Regions from separate parts of the Mus musculus genome. Here regions 1, 2 and 4 are each linked to region 3. The links are chromatin contacts, called in public promoter capture Hi-C maps. All regions are on one chromosome and are shown on one strand. Each heading gives the region's core, a stretch centred on a gene start, on an enhancer-like site or on the middle of the called end of the contact. The rest is flanking DNA. Distances are from core to core; before and after follow the strand shown.

The links. Promoter capture Hi-C pulls out the DNA fragments that hold promoters and counts their contacts.
Region 1: a promoter capture Hi-C map of pre-B cells shows a contact between it and region 3, with 5 times the contacts expected there. The contact joins the promoter of Thra here to the promoter of Mlx in region 3. A contact is called at or near these places in 3 of 39 promoter capture datasets (the C10 cell line, liver and pre-B cells) and 1 of 115 datasets of contacts at active chromatin or transcription factors (embryonic forebrain).
Region 2: a promoter capture Hi-C map of pre-B cells shows a contact between it and region 3, with 2.7 times the contacts expected there. The contact joins the promoter of Med1 here to the promoter of Mlx in region 3. A contact is called at or near these places in 2 of 39 promoter capture datasets (cranial neural crest and pre-B cells).
Region 4: a contact with region 3 is called in a promoter capture Hi-C map of hippocampal neurons, with 6 times the contacts expected there. The contact joins the promoter of Igfbp4 here to the promoter of Mlx in region 3. A contact is called at or near these places in 2 of 39 promoter capture datasets (hippocampal neurons and pre-B cells) and 1 of 115 datasets of contacts at active chromatin or transcription factors (astrocytes).

Annotation. Positions count from the first base shown.
Region 1 is chr11:98,740,277-98,743,310 of GRCm38.p6, forward strand. Thra (thyroid hormone receptor alpha) reads left to right here and starts at 1,509. Exons shown (of 10, transcript NM_001313983.1): 1 at 1,509-1,730.
Region 2 is chr11:98,191,802-98,194,566 of GRCm38.p6, forward strand. Med1 (mediator complex subunit 1) reads right to left here and starts at 1,492. Exons shown (of 17, transcript NM_001080118.1): 1 at 1,258-1,492. The coding sequence starts at 1,282. It overlaps Gm38963 (a long non-coding RNA gene), which reads right to left. Exons shown (of 4, transcript XR_880193.2): 4 at 2,135-2,236.
Region 3 is chr11:101,085,981-101,088,973 of GRCm38.p6, forward strand. Mlx (MAX-like protein X) reads left to right here and starts at 1,310. Exons shown (of 8, transcript NM_001159385.1): 1 at 1,310-1,387; 2 at 1,774-1,810; 3 at 2,256-2,345; 4 at 2,618-2,724; 5 at 2,953-2,993. The coding sequence starts at 1,346. Coasy (Coenzyme A synthase) reads left to right here. Exons shown (of 10, transcript NM_001305982.1): 9 at 18-164; 10 at 268-639. The coding sequence ends at 330.
Region 4 is chr11:99,039,799-99,042,498 of GRCm38.p6, forward strand. Igfbp4 (insulin-like growth factor binding protein 4) reads left to right here and starts at 1,446. Exons shown (of 4, transcript NM_010517.4): 1 at 1,446-2,047. The coding sequence starts at 1,699.

The DNA of each region.
Region 1 (3,034 bases), core at 259-2,758, 2.3 Mb before region 3:
GTGCAGGCTTCTTTCAACCATTGTGTGTGTCCTTCAGTCCCCCTTGCCATCCCCAGTAACCGTAGGCTTCCACTTCGTTCCTCCCTCATCCAGCTTCCTGTCCCTTCCCTATCGGGAGCCCCACGAGAGGCATTCTCCCTTCTCCTCATCCCTTGTAAACCCTTAAAACCCCTTGTAAGAGAAGTGAGTCCATTGGCTCAGGATGTAGGTGGCTGGAACTAAGATGTGCAAGGGCAGCCCAACTTGGAGAGACTGTTGGTCAGCAACCCACTCAGCAAACGATTCTATCCAGTATGAACTGAACGGTTAGAAGAGCAGCTCCCCAGACACACTCTCTGGCTCCTCCCCAAGAGCAGGCTGTGGAGGCAGGGCTCCGCCCTGGGAGCCGTGGGAAGGCTATGGCCCCCGCTGGTAAAACTGGGCTAATGATAGCGGGGGAACCGGCGGGGCCAGAGGGGGGTGCTAGGGTAATTAGACCTCTGCCTGGCGGTAGTAGATCCCAAGATGAAAGGGGCTCTGGCGTCACTGGCAGGGTTTTATGTCCACGAATGCAGGTGTGTGTGTGTATGTGTGTGTGTGTGTGTGTGTTGTGTGTTTTGTGTGTGTGGTTGGCGCACGTGCGCGCGCGTGCGCGCGCAAGGGTCCGGAACTGGCATGGAGACCTCTCCTTTGAGAAAAGGAGTCCACCTATTTGCAGCCACTCTGTTGCTTAGATTGGCCCTTGAACCATTTGGATTTTGATGGTATACACAGGAGAGGAAATATCACCTCTGAGAAGCTGGGAGATAAGGGGCTGTAGCGAGTCTTGTCCACCCCCATTCCCCAAGCTTAGTATAGGAGTATATTGTTGGGGAATGGCTGGTGGGCAGTGACTAGAAAGAGCTTCCATGGAGAACAGAGACGTTTGCAAGAGGAGACAGTGGATTCAGCATTAATGTTAGAAACGAGAGAGGAGGCACAATGTGGAACGAGCCTCCAAAACGGCTAGAAATAGGATGGTTGAAGTTAGGAGGATTTCAGAAGTAACCTGTCCAACCTTTGGATTTTGTGCTCTTACCCTGGATGCTGTAATGTGTTCAAGGTCACACAGGGAGTTGTTCGCAAAGAAGGGACCCGAACTCTGAAACTACCCTTAGCGTTTGGTATCTGGACTTCCTCCCGGATTTATAAGGTGCAGTGATCTCCTCGGTCCTTCTCCCCCTACCCCAGGGTGCAAACCAGAACCCCCCTCCCCCAATTCTCCTCGCAAATGAAAGCTATTTTATTTGAAAATGACATCTTTCTCAAAACGTGTCACCGACCGTCGCTCCTGGATGGAGCCGTAGGGGGGGCGGGGGTGAGGTGGGCGAGTCTGAGCCTGGTAGGGGCCAAGGCGGTAGAGGGGCTGCGGGGCGGCCGGCCAGGAGCTGGGGAGCGGCGGGGGGCGAGGGGCGGGGACCGGCGACTGCGAGGCGGCCTGCAGGGAGCAGCCGCGAGCCGGCCGGGCGCGCGGAGCTGGAGCCCCAGCCGGAGCGGGGCGGGGGAGGGAGGAGCCAGAGCGGCCGCCGCCTCTGCCGGAGGAGCCGCGGGGCCGCCACACTCGCCCCCCGCCCCCCCGCGCTCACTCGCACTCACACCCCGGCGCTGGAGGCGGGCGGCCCGGGCCCCACCGGCCCCCCATGGACGCCCCCGGCACGGGGCGCTGAGACCCCCGCGTCGTTGCTCAGCTCGGACCAGCGCGCCAAGCCGAGGTAAGGAGGAGGGAGCAAGGGGGCATTAATATGCAAATGCATCGCGATTGATTATGCAAAGCCGCGGGTCTCTGGCCAGCTTGGAGGCGGGCTGGGGGCGCCCAGGGGGTTCCCGCCGCCGACCTCAGTCTTTTCCGGCGCCCGGGTGACCCTGTCACAGCCCGAGAGCTAGCCACTTACGCCCTGGGGAAAGAAGGTGCTGTTAAGTGGTCGGTGGGCCCCGGGGTTCGCCCAGGGAGATGGCGTCTGGGCCTCCCCTTCGAGGGCCCGCCCCGGCCTCTGTCCGGCCGGTCTGCTGCGCATTCCCGGGTTGGGCCCCGCTGCCTGCCGAGGCTCCCCCGCCCGCCCCGCCGCGGTTTGTTTACGGTGTGCCAGAAGCTTGTCGTGTCCCCCCACCCCCCCAGCCAAAGAGACCGAATGGCCTTTGCAAAGCTGTCTCTAGCTAGGAAGGGCAATGTGGGTGCGGCAGGGTGGAGGGGCTTGCATGGGCTGGAGGAGAGAGAAGCCCCCCTCCCCTCCCCACCTCTCCAGTTGAGCATGGCTTTCTGGTTGCAACACTCCTAATTGCAAAAACGCGGCGGGTGGGGTGGGGTGGGGGGAGTGTGAGCTTGTAGTAGTGGGGGTGTACTTGATGGTCCCTAGATGATTAGGAGAATTGTTGGCCTGTGGTTGGGGAAGAGAGGAAGAAATGGACCCGTGTTCTGTGTGTGTGTGTGTGTGTGTGTGTGTGTGTGTGTGTGTGTCCGCGCGCGCGCGCGTGCATGCTCCCCGTTTCCCTCCCTTGCAACGTGTCTCTGGTGCCCCTTTTCTATCTTGGGCCCTCCCTTGTCCAGTGTGAAAAGAAGGCCTGGGAAGATGTCAGAGGCAATGAAGAGAGCCACCCATTTTAGGGACTGGAGGGGGGAGCACACAGAAGGAAAGCCAGGGAGACGGGAGGCCTGCCCCTGAATGCTGGCTCTGGACCCAGGAGGGGGAGGGGATGAAGGGGGCCATTGTCCAAGATGAAGGGGGAGGCAAAGGTGACATGCAGACAACAGATATGCCTACACAGACAGCTACATGCTCACTCGGGGACATCCAGGCAGATTCAAGGACAGGAGCTGCTGGACACACCCACATGGGGACAAGGGAAGAGGCAGGCCTCCACTGCAGAGTGGAGCTCAAAGGGTGGGACACACCCACGGGAGACCAAGAGCAGGGCGGAGAGACGGCCTATGCACATACCCACGCATAGGATCACAGGGAGATGCTGTCACACAGGGGTAAGAAGGAGTCATTGTCACCCACACCGAGAAAGTCACTAT
Region 2 (2,765 bases), core at 242-2,741, 2.9 Mb before region 3:
TCCTGGAACTCACGCTGTAGACCAGGCTGGCCTCGAACTCAGAAACCGCCTGCCTCTGCCTCCCAGGTGCTGGGATTAAAGCTGTGGGCCACCACACCTGGCTCCCTTTTTCCTTTTCTTTTGGTGCTGGGAATTGAACCCATGGACAAGAAGACATTACTCTAACCACTGCTCTACATTCCCAGCCTCTAAATTATCTTTAAATTAACATACAAAGCAATGCATATCATTTTGGCATTCTTATACATATAGGCCATTATACTTGGTCCAAGTCCTCTCCCTCTGAGAGCCACACTGCCCCAACCTCCAAACAGCCAAACCTCTCACTTCATTTCATATTCCACTAACCTTTCTATCCTGCAGACCTCCTTTGTTCCCACATGGTCCCATGTTTTCACAACCAACACACACCAACACATACCTACGTCGAGATTCCTCATAAGAGAAAATGTGCTATTTATCTTAATATGGCTTATTTTGAGTATCGTCCACTTTGCTACAAATGTCGAGACTTCATTTTTGGATAAGCCAGTCCAGGTCGTGGGAGGGAGTATCTGAACCAAGAATCAAACTCTTAGCTGGCCGAGAGGTGTGTAAGCCCGCACTTGGGAGGCTGAGGCAGGGGGACCTTGTCTCAAGAAACAAAGAAGATTCTATCCCTTCCCTTTTCTTCCCTCAACTGGGAAACTGGTTTGGGGATTGTTCCTGCCAGTTTATAGTTCTGAACACCTCTCCCCCAAGCTTTAAAGCCACCGGTCGTGCACAACTGAAAGCAGTTCGTAAAGACACAGCACAGTATTTGAACACTATGACCTTCCAAGTAATAAACGGCCCGCTTTTACTATGATGAAGATCGAACCAAGCAAGTCACTCCGGCTAAAACACCCTCCATTACTTTGACATTACATTGTTCTAGTGTCATCTTCAGCGATCTCTCCTGGAACAAAGCATCAACAAGTTTCAGTTTCCCTCTCCTTGGGTCCCACCGGGCTAAGCTCAAAGTACCCTGAGGCTCAACTTCCTCGTCCCTCGTCCCGCAGAAAACCTTTCACGAGTGGAGGAGACGGGGGAGCAGCGCCCCGGAGGAGGCGCTCCAGCATCTGTAGGGCTCGGTCGGGATCTAAGATGCACATTCCACCAGGATCCGGTCCCACGCACGGTGGCCCTGGAGGGGCGTGGGTCCCCACCTCCTCTCTCGGATTGGCTCGCCGCAGCGGTGTACCGCCCCTCCTTCCCCGCCACCCCCCAGTCACTCACCCTCGGTTTCCCCCTGAGCCTTCATCCTGACAGCGGGGAGGTCTTGGGTCCGCCACGAGCCGGGGAGCCTTTCCCCGCCACTCAGAGGGGAACCAAGTTAGCCTGGGCTCCGGGGAAGCGGCGCACCAGCGGCCCCGACTCTTCCGGGGAAGGCTCAGTCTGAAGTCCCCGGCGGCAAGAAGAGAAGGGTGCTCGCGGCCGCCGCCATCTTCCCCAACGGAACTTCCCAAAGATCGCGAGATTAATCGTGTTCCTGTGAGACGGAGGAAGAAGGAACCGCACCAAAGTCTCGCGGAGGTTGGCTGATTTCGTCCTCCCCGCAGGATCTCTAGCAGGCCCGGCTCCGATTGGCTCAGAATTCACACCTTGGCGTCTAAGGGTGTGTGCCCAGAGTTGACATCTCTCTGAAAGTTTATGTTTGCATCCCGACAGTTACACAATTTGTAAATTAAAAGCGTTAGCTCTTCCGTCCCGCGGTGGTGGCGGCTCAAGCCTTTGATCCCAGCAGACAGGCGGAACTCTGAGTTCGAGGCCAGCCTGGTCTACAGTGTGAGTTCCAGGACAGCCATGGCTACACAGAGAAACCCTGTCTCAAACGAAACAAAATGTTTGCTCTTTGAGCACCTGGAAAAGTGGCACACTCCTATAATCCCAATGAGGAAGGGGATAGTGAAAACCGGTCCTTACAAAATAATCTCTACTGAAAGATTTCCAGTGAGTTTTAGTGTTTGGGTGTTTAGAGTTTGCCTGGTGGTGGCGCACACCTTTAATCCCAGCGCTCTGAAGGGAGAGGCAGGTAGATCTCTGAGTATGAGGGCAGCCTGGTCTACAAAGTTTCTGGACAGCCAAGGCTACAGAGAAACCTTGCCTGGACAAAAACAAAACAAAACAACAAAAAAGTAAGATTTGTAAGATGACAAGACTTGTAACTCACCAGCAACATACCTGATTAGCATGTCTGAAGTCCTGGGTTTAATTCCTAGAGAAAGTGGGAAGGTGAAATTTCCTGAAGAACCAGAAGCAGTTATGTTGTTTAAAAAAAAGAAAGAAGGGGCTGGAGAGATGGCTCAGTTAATTTAAGAGCACCGACTGCTCTTCAGGAGGTCCTGAGTTCAATTCCCAGCAACCACATGGTGGCTCACAACCATCTGTAATGAGATCTGACTCACTCTTCTGGAGTGTCTGAAGACAGGTACAGTATATATATATACACACACACACACACATACATATACACATATACACGCATACATACATATATATATAATAAATAAAAGAAAAAGAAAGGAACTAGGGAGGCAGAGGCAGGCAGATTTCTGAGTTGGAGGCCAGCCTGGTTTACAGAGTGAGTTCCAGGACAGCCAGGGCTACACAGAGAAACCCTGTCTCGAAAAACCAAAAAAAAAAAAAAAACCCAAAAAACAAAACAAACAAACAAACAAAAACAAAACAAAAAAAGAATGACTTCACACACACAAAGAAGATGATTTTTGGAAAACATTATCATC
Region 3 (2,993 bases), core at 60-2,559:
TGTCATCCATTGCCCAGGCTGTTCGACGCATTGTTGAGAGGGATGGACTAAGTGAGGCAGCCGCTCAGAGCCGGCTGCAGAGCCAGATGAGCGGCCAGCAGCTGGTAGAGCAGAGCAACGTGGTTCTGAGCACCTTGTGGGAGTCACATGTCACACAGAGCCAGGTTGGTGCAAAGGGAAAGACTAGGTTAGGTTGTGGGGAGGGAAGGTTCAATGGTTAGCTTTTCTGACCTTGCCTTTTCTTGTATCATTCTGGCCTGGCCAAAGGTGGAAAAGGCGTGGAATCTTCTACAGAAGCGCCTCCCTAAGGCTTACCAGACCAGGAACTGACAGTGGATTTTCTATGGCGCCAAACTGGCCCTTGAAACTAACAAATCTAATGGTGAGGAGAAATGGGGGCCTTGATGTTTACCCTCTATCTGGCCTCAGGGGCTTTAAGCTAAGCTGTGCAGGACACAGAGAAGCTTGGAAGTCCGCCTAGCATGCTGGAATTTGTCCAGCAATGAGGACACAGCTAATGGGGAGCGATCCGCTCTGAGGTTCTGTCCGCTTTTTGGTGGTGGATGTGATGTCTACCTAGTGTTGATGGGTTTGGTGAAGTCTGGACCCAGTAACTGAATTAAAGATGTTTCCAAGTGCTGCTTGTGTGGTTTTCTGTTTCCTCTCCAGTGACTCTAGATACCTTTGGAACGTTAGACTCCAAATTCAGGGGCAAGGTCTGAGCTGGAAGTCAAGGAGTGCTGTAAAGTGTAACCTATCAGTGACTAGTTATGTGCTTTTGAGTATGTTATAGACTTTACTGTAAGCTTAACTTAAAAGGCATTTTTATAAGACTTAGCGTCCTGCACCTGCTGAGTGTTGGGAGACCGATGCTGGAGGTGGCTTTGTGCCCCCTTAGATCAGATCATGTGATGTAGGAGAAATTCTTGACCCAGCAGCAATTGCCAGGCGGACCAGCTGTGCGCGTGCGTACAAGGTGTCACACTGTTCAGACAGATGCTAGTACTCTCACTCGGGTTCTACCACTAAACTAATTACACTTCTAGCCCCTCTGACAATCTTTTTGGAGGTGCTCCATTGCACAGAAAATCGCCACCATTGAAGATTCTCATTCGGAGGCCAGTGGGGACCCTTAGGGGCTGACATTGCCTACATTAAAGCGAATTGGCCAGATTTAGCCTCCTCCAACATTCAGTTAAAAACTGGAGCGGCGCAAGCGCAGCGCTATCACACCGCTCACGACTACAATTGCGGATTGGTGGGTTGGATCACGTGACTGAGCCTCGCCTCTTCCTGGAGGTTGGGGGCCAGTCCGCTGGCTTGTTTCCGGTTCGGTAGGTTCACGATGACGGAGCCGGGCGCCTCTCCGGAGGACCCTTGGGTCAAGGCAAGCTTCGCGGACGCGCACGCCGGCGAGGGGAGGGCGGGTCGGGCTCGTGCACGTAGGGGGTCCGGAAGACGCGGGGCTCCCCAACTATCCCCAGAGTCTCCCCTGCTGTCCGGGGCCCGGGGCTGCAGAGAAGACAGCTCTCACCCGGCCTGTGCCAAGGTGGGGAGACAAACGGGCGTGTGTGCGGGAACGAGGGGGTCATAGCTGGGAGATGGGGCGGGGACGGTAGGAGCATACAGAGGGGGCGACGCCCCCCTAGGCCCAGCCAAGGCTTGGCTTAACCATTCAGTGGTCCCTGCACCTGTGGTATGAGCTTTCGCGGATTGCGCGTGCCTTCCTAGAGGCAGAGGTTTGACAGGCTTCTCCCTTGCTTGGTGCTGCAGGTCGAGTATGCCTACAGTGACAACAGCCTGGATCCTGGTGAGTGCCTTCTCCATTGTCTGCGGGTCAGGAATGACTCCTGGTTCGGCTCTGTAGATTCTTATGGTCTTGCCAGCCACACCTGAGCACAGTCCACTGTCACTGCGCCAAGGACTTGGCTTGAGAAGTGAGGGTGGAGCTGGAGAATAGGCAGGAAGCAACCATGGTCACACCTGGTTCCTCTGCATTAGAATGGGAAATGATGGAAACAGTGACAGCTGGTCATAGTCACTGCATCCAGATGCTCCTGTGTGAGCCAGAAATAAGTCCTCTGGGCAGTGTAGACCCTGGGACAGGAGCATTTCAGCATGAAATGGAAGGCCTGTGGTGACTGGCTTTGGAGTTGATGGCGAGAGGTCAGCATTTGAAGCCATTGTGCCCATAGGTGACTGAAGGCATGGCAGTGTTCCCCAATCCTTAGTGACTTGAGGCCTCTTTTTTCCAGGGCTTTTTGTAGAAAGCACCCACAAGGGGAGTGTAGTGTCCAGAGCTAATAGCATCGGCTCCACCAGTGCCTCTTCTGTCCCCAACACAGGTAGGCAGCAACATAGCCCGTCGCACACCTGGGGAGACTTAGCTCTTCCATCATTTTAGTATCTTTCCTAGATAGGGAGCTCCGCTCTCCATATGGGGGTGGCAGGAACAGTGCCAAGCCCGAGGCTCACTGTCTTTCACCTCATCAGAGATTAACTAGGTTCTTTCTATTCAACATCTCTGGGCACCAGGTCCTTCCAACTGGGGAAGGGTGGGCGAATTGGATTTAGTGTACTGTAAAGTGATCTCTCCTTCCTCCATCTCTGAGTTTAGATGATGAGGACAGTGATTATCAGCAGGAGTCCTACAAGGAGTCCTACAAAGACCGGAGGCGGCGTGCGCACACTCAGGCTGAACAGAAGAGAAGGGATGCTATTAAGGTGACTGGAAGCCTGTACCCAGGGCAGCAGGGAAGGACCCTGCCCTGACCCTTCAGCCCCAGATGTCTGCAGGGGTGGGGTGGGGTGGGGATGCTGGGCTGGTTCTATGCCTGCACCTCTTCCTTCCAGCCCTCTGTGCTTTGAGTCTGAGCATGGAACTGGTATCAAAAGTGTGCGCTAGCCTTTGCTGTTCCTGAGCTAAGGAACCCATTTCCCTGCTATTTCCAGAGAGGCTATGATGACCTTCAGACCATTGTCCCTACCTGCCA
Region 4 (2,700 bases), core at 196-2,695, 2.0 Mb before region 3:
CCGTTCTGTTCACTTTTCTCTATGGCAGATGAGACAGGAGAGACCCAACTTTATCCTTGCGATGGGACTGAGGGAAGGAATCCTATCACTTCAACCCTCCTGCAGTCTTAGAGGTTGCCAGTAGGTGCCGTCAGTTCGCAACTTTTTGATCAGTCTTCCAGGTCCGGGTCTTGGTGCCTTTCTCCCTCCAACCGCGCCAACAGTCTGCGGTGCAGAAAGTGGGAGGTGGCCTAATTCCTCCGAGGCTGAAAGACCCCGACTCTGGGACAAAGAACCGGAAGAGGTCTAGGAAATCTTTAGGTTGGTTGCTCCTTGGATGTTTAGCCCAACCCTTCCGGACCCCATCCACCCGCAAAATCCTTCGGTCCTCCGACTGTGCCTGGACAGACACAAGAAGCGAACTCCTTGGTTGGGGAGGATGAGGAGGCGTAGGGAGAAATGAAAAAGAAGGTGGTAGGAGGTGGGTCTCTCCTCCAAACGCGACTCTAGATCAATTCCCGTTTCCAACAGAATTGCTGCGAGGGGAAGGGATATATTTATCAATAATCCCTTTATCACCCAGGGGCAAAGTGGCGTCGGGAAAATTAAAAGGCCGCTTCTCTTTCTGGAAATCTTTGACTGCCATCTACTGGGAAACTGTTGCAGTAACTATGCAAACACACAATGAGTACATGAAGTGGAGCCCCCTGGAGTTGTTCGACTCACATCTTGTACAAAGCCAATGGCAGTCTCCTTCCAGAATCTAAGCAGGGCGGTAGAGGGAACAACATCTAGGAAGGAGGAAGAGGCTTGGCACTTTGTTCTGGAGTTCTGGAAGCAGAGTGCAGCAAGGCCCAAATGGAACCAGGGGCGGGGGTCAAGCGACAGGGGTTCAGGGGCAAGTGAGAAGACTGCCTATTAGCACCTTGAGGCCAGAACTCTCCTGGACCCTTTACAGAGTGCTTAGTCGCCTTGTCCCACTTTAGCGCGGTCTCTAGAGGTTGACTGGACATACCCGGGGGGTGGGTGGGGGTGACCGGAGGACTCTGGCCAGGGATGGGAACTGAACAAGAGAATCTTGAATCCGCTATGAGGTCAGGTTTTCTGTGGCAGCAGGAGGATCTCCTAGGTGTCTGGGAAGGACTCCTTCGAGGTCGAGGGAGGGGGGCAAAGCAACATCCCCTTCGTTTCCCCTCGCCCTGCTTCCTCTTCAGGGTCCAGCTCAGAGGCTCTCCGCGCGCAGGCCACCGCTTCCAAACTGCGTCGCTTTCTTCGGCGGGGCAAAGGACTTTCAGATGTTGTAGCGGTGGCGGCGACTCAGGCCAGCGCCCCCTCCCCCCTAACGGCCTCTTCTCCCGCTCCATTGCTCCAGTTCCCCCTCGCCCTCCCCTGCTCTCCCACCTCGGGGACGGCGCTGGGGGTGTGGCCAGGGGGCCGGTATAAAGTCCCGGGAGCCGGTCCCGGGCAGCCGCTCAGCCCCCTGCCCCCCGCCGCCTGCTGGGCCGGCCGAGGATGCAGCGCAGCGCCTCGGTGGCCAGGCTCGCTCTGCTCCAGCGTGCTTGCTAACTTCCCCGGCTCCGTCTCTGCCTGCCGGGGTCGCCCCGTGTCCCTGCGCCCTCCGGGTCTGGTTCTCTAAGCTCTCTGGGCGCTGCCTCCGGGTCCCTTGCAGCCCGCTCGCGAGCCCGCGCTCCCCTCCTGCGCCCCACCCTCGTCCTCGCCATGCTGCCCTTCGGCCTCGTGGCCGCCCTGCTGCTGGCCGCAGGGCCTCGGCCGAGCCTGGGCGACGAAGCCATCCACTGCCCCCCTTGCTCCGAGGAGAAGCTGGCGCGCTGCCGCCCCCCCGTGGGTTGCGAGGAGTTGGTGCGGGAGCCAGGCTGCGGTTGTTGCGCCACTTGCGCCCTGGGCTTGGGGATGCCCTGCGGGGTGTACACCCCACGCTGTGGCTCAGGCATGCGCTGCTACCCTCCCCGGGGGGTGGAGAAGCCCCTGCGTACATTGATGCACGGGCAAGGCGTGTGCACGGAGCTGTCGGAAATCGAAGCCATCCAGGAAAGCCTGCAGACCTCTGGTAAGGTACACCTACCTTCCCTCGGCCACATTTCCCAAACACCCTCCTCCCTGCAACTTAGTTCCCATTCTGGCTGGCCTGGAAGGCCCGTCAATGCCCCCTGTGAGTTGAGGAGAAGGGAGGTACGTGGCAGAGCTTAGAAACAGCCAAGAATGCTGGCATTTAATCCCAGCACCAGTTGCCACTGGTCGAGGGAAACCTACCCCACCTCTTCATCTCAAACCTCCTAAGTACTTCTTTGGGAAGAGGGGCCTTGGCCTCAGTGGTAAGCCTGGCTCCTGAGGTAAGTTAAATGACCTGATTCAGTTACATTTGTCATCTAGAGTTAGATGACTGCGATGATAAGGTGTGCGTGCGTGTGTGTGTGTGTGTGTGTGTGTGTGTGTGTGTACATGCACATGTGCATACGTGTGTGCATGTGTCTGTGGGGGGTGATAAGGATGGTGTGTGTGTACATGCGCATGTGCATACGTGTGTGCAAGTGTCTGTGGGGGTGATAAGGATGGTGTGCTTGTGCACGTTTGTGTGATAAGGATGGTATGTGTATTCGAGCGGGAGGCAGTGTGTGTGTGTGTGTGTGTGTGTGTGTGTGTGTGTGTGTTGGGACGGTTCCTTTCTGTTCCTGATCCAGAGCCTGATCCACACACCCAGTC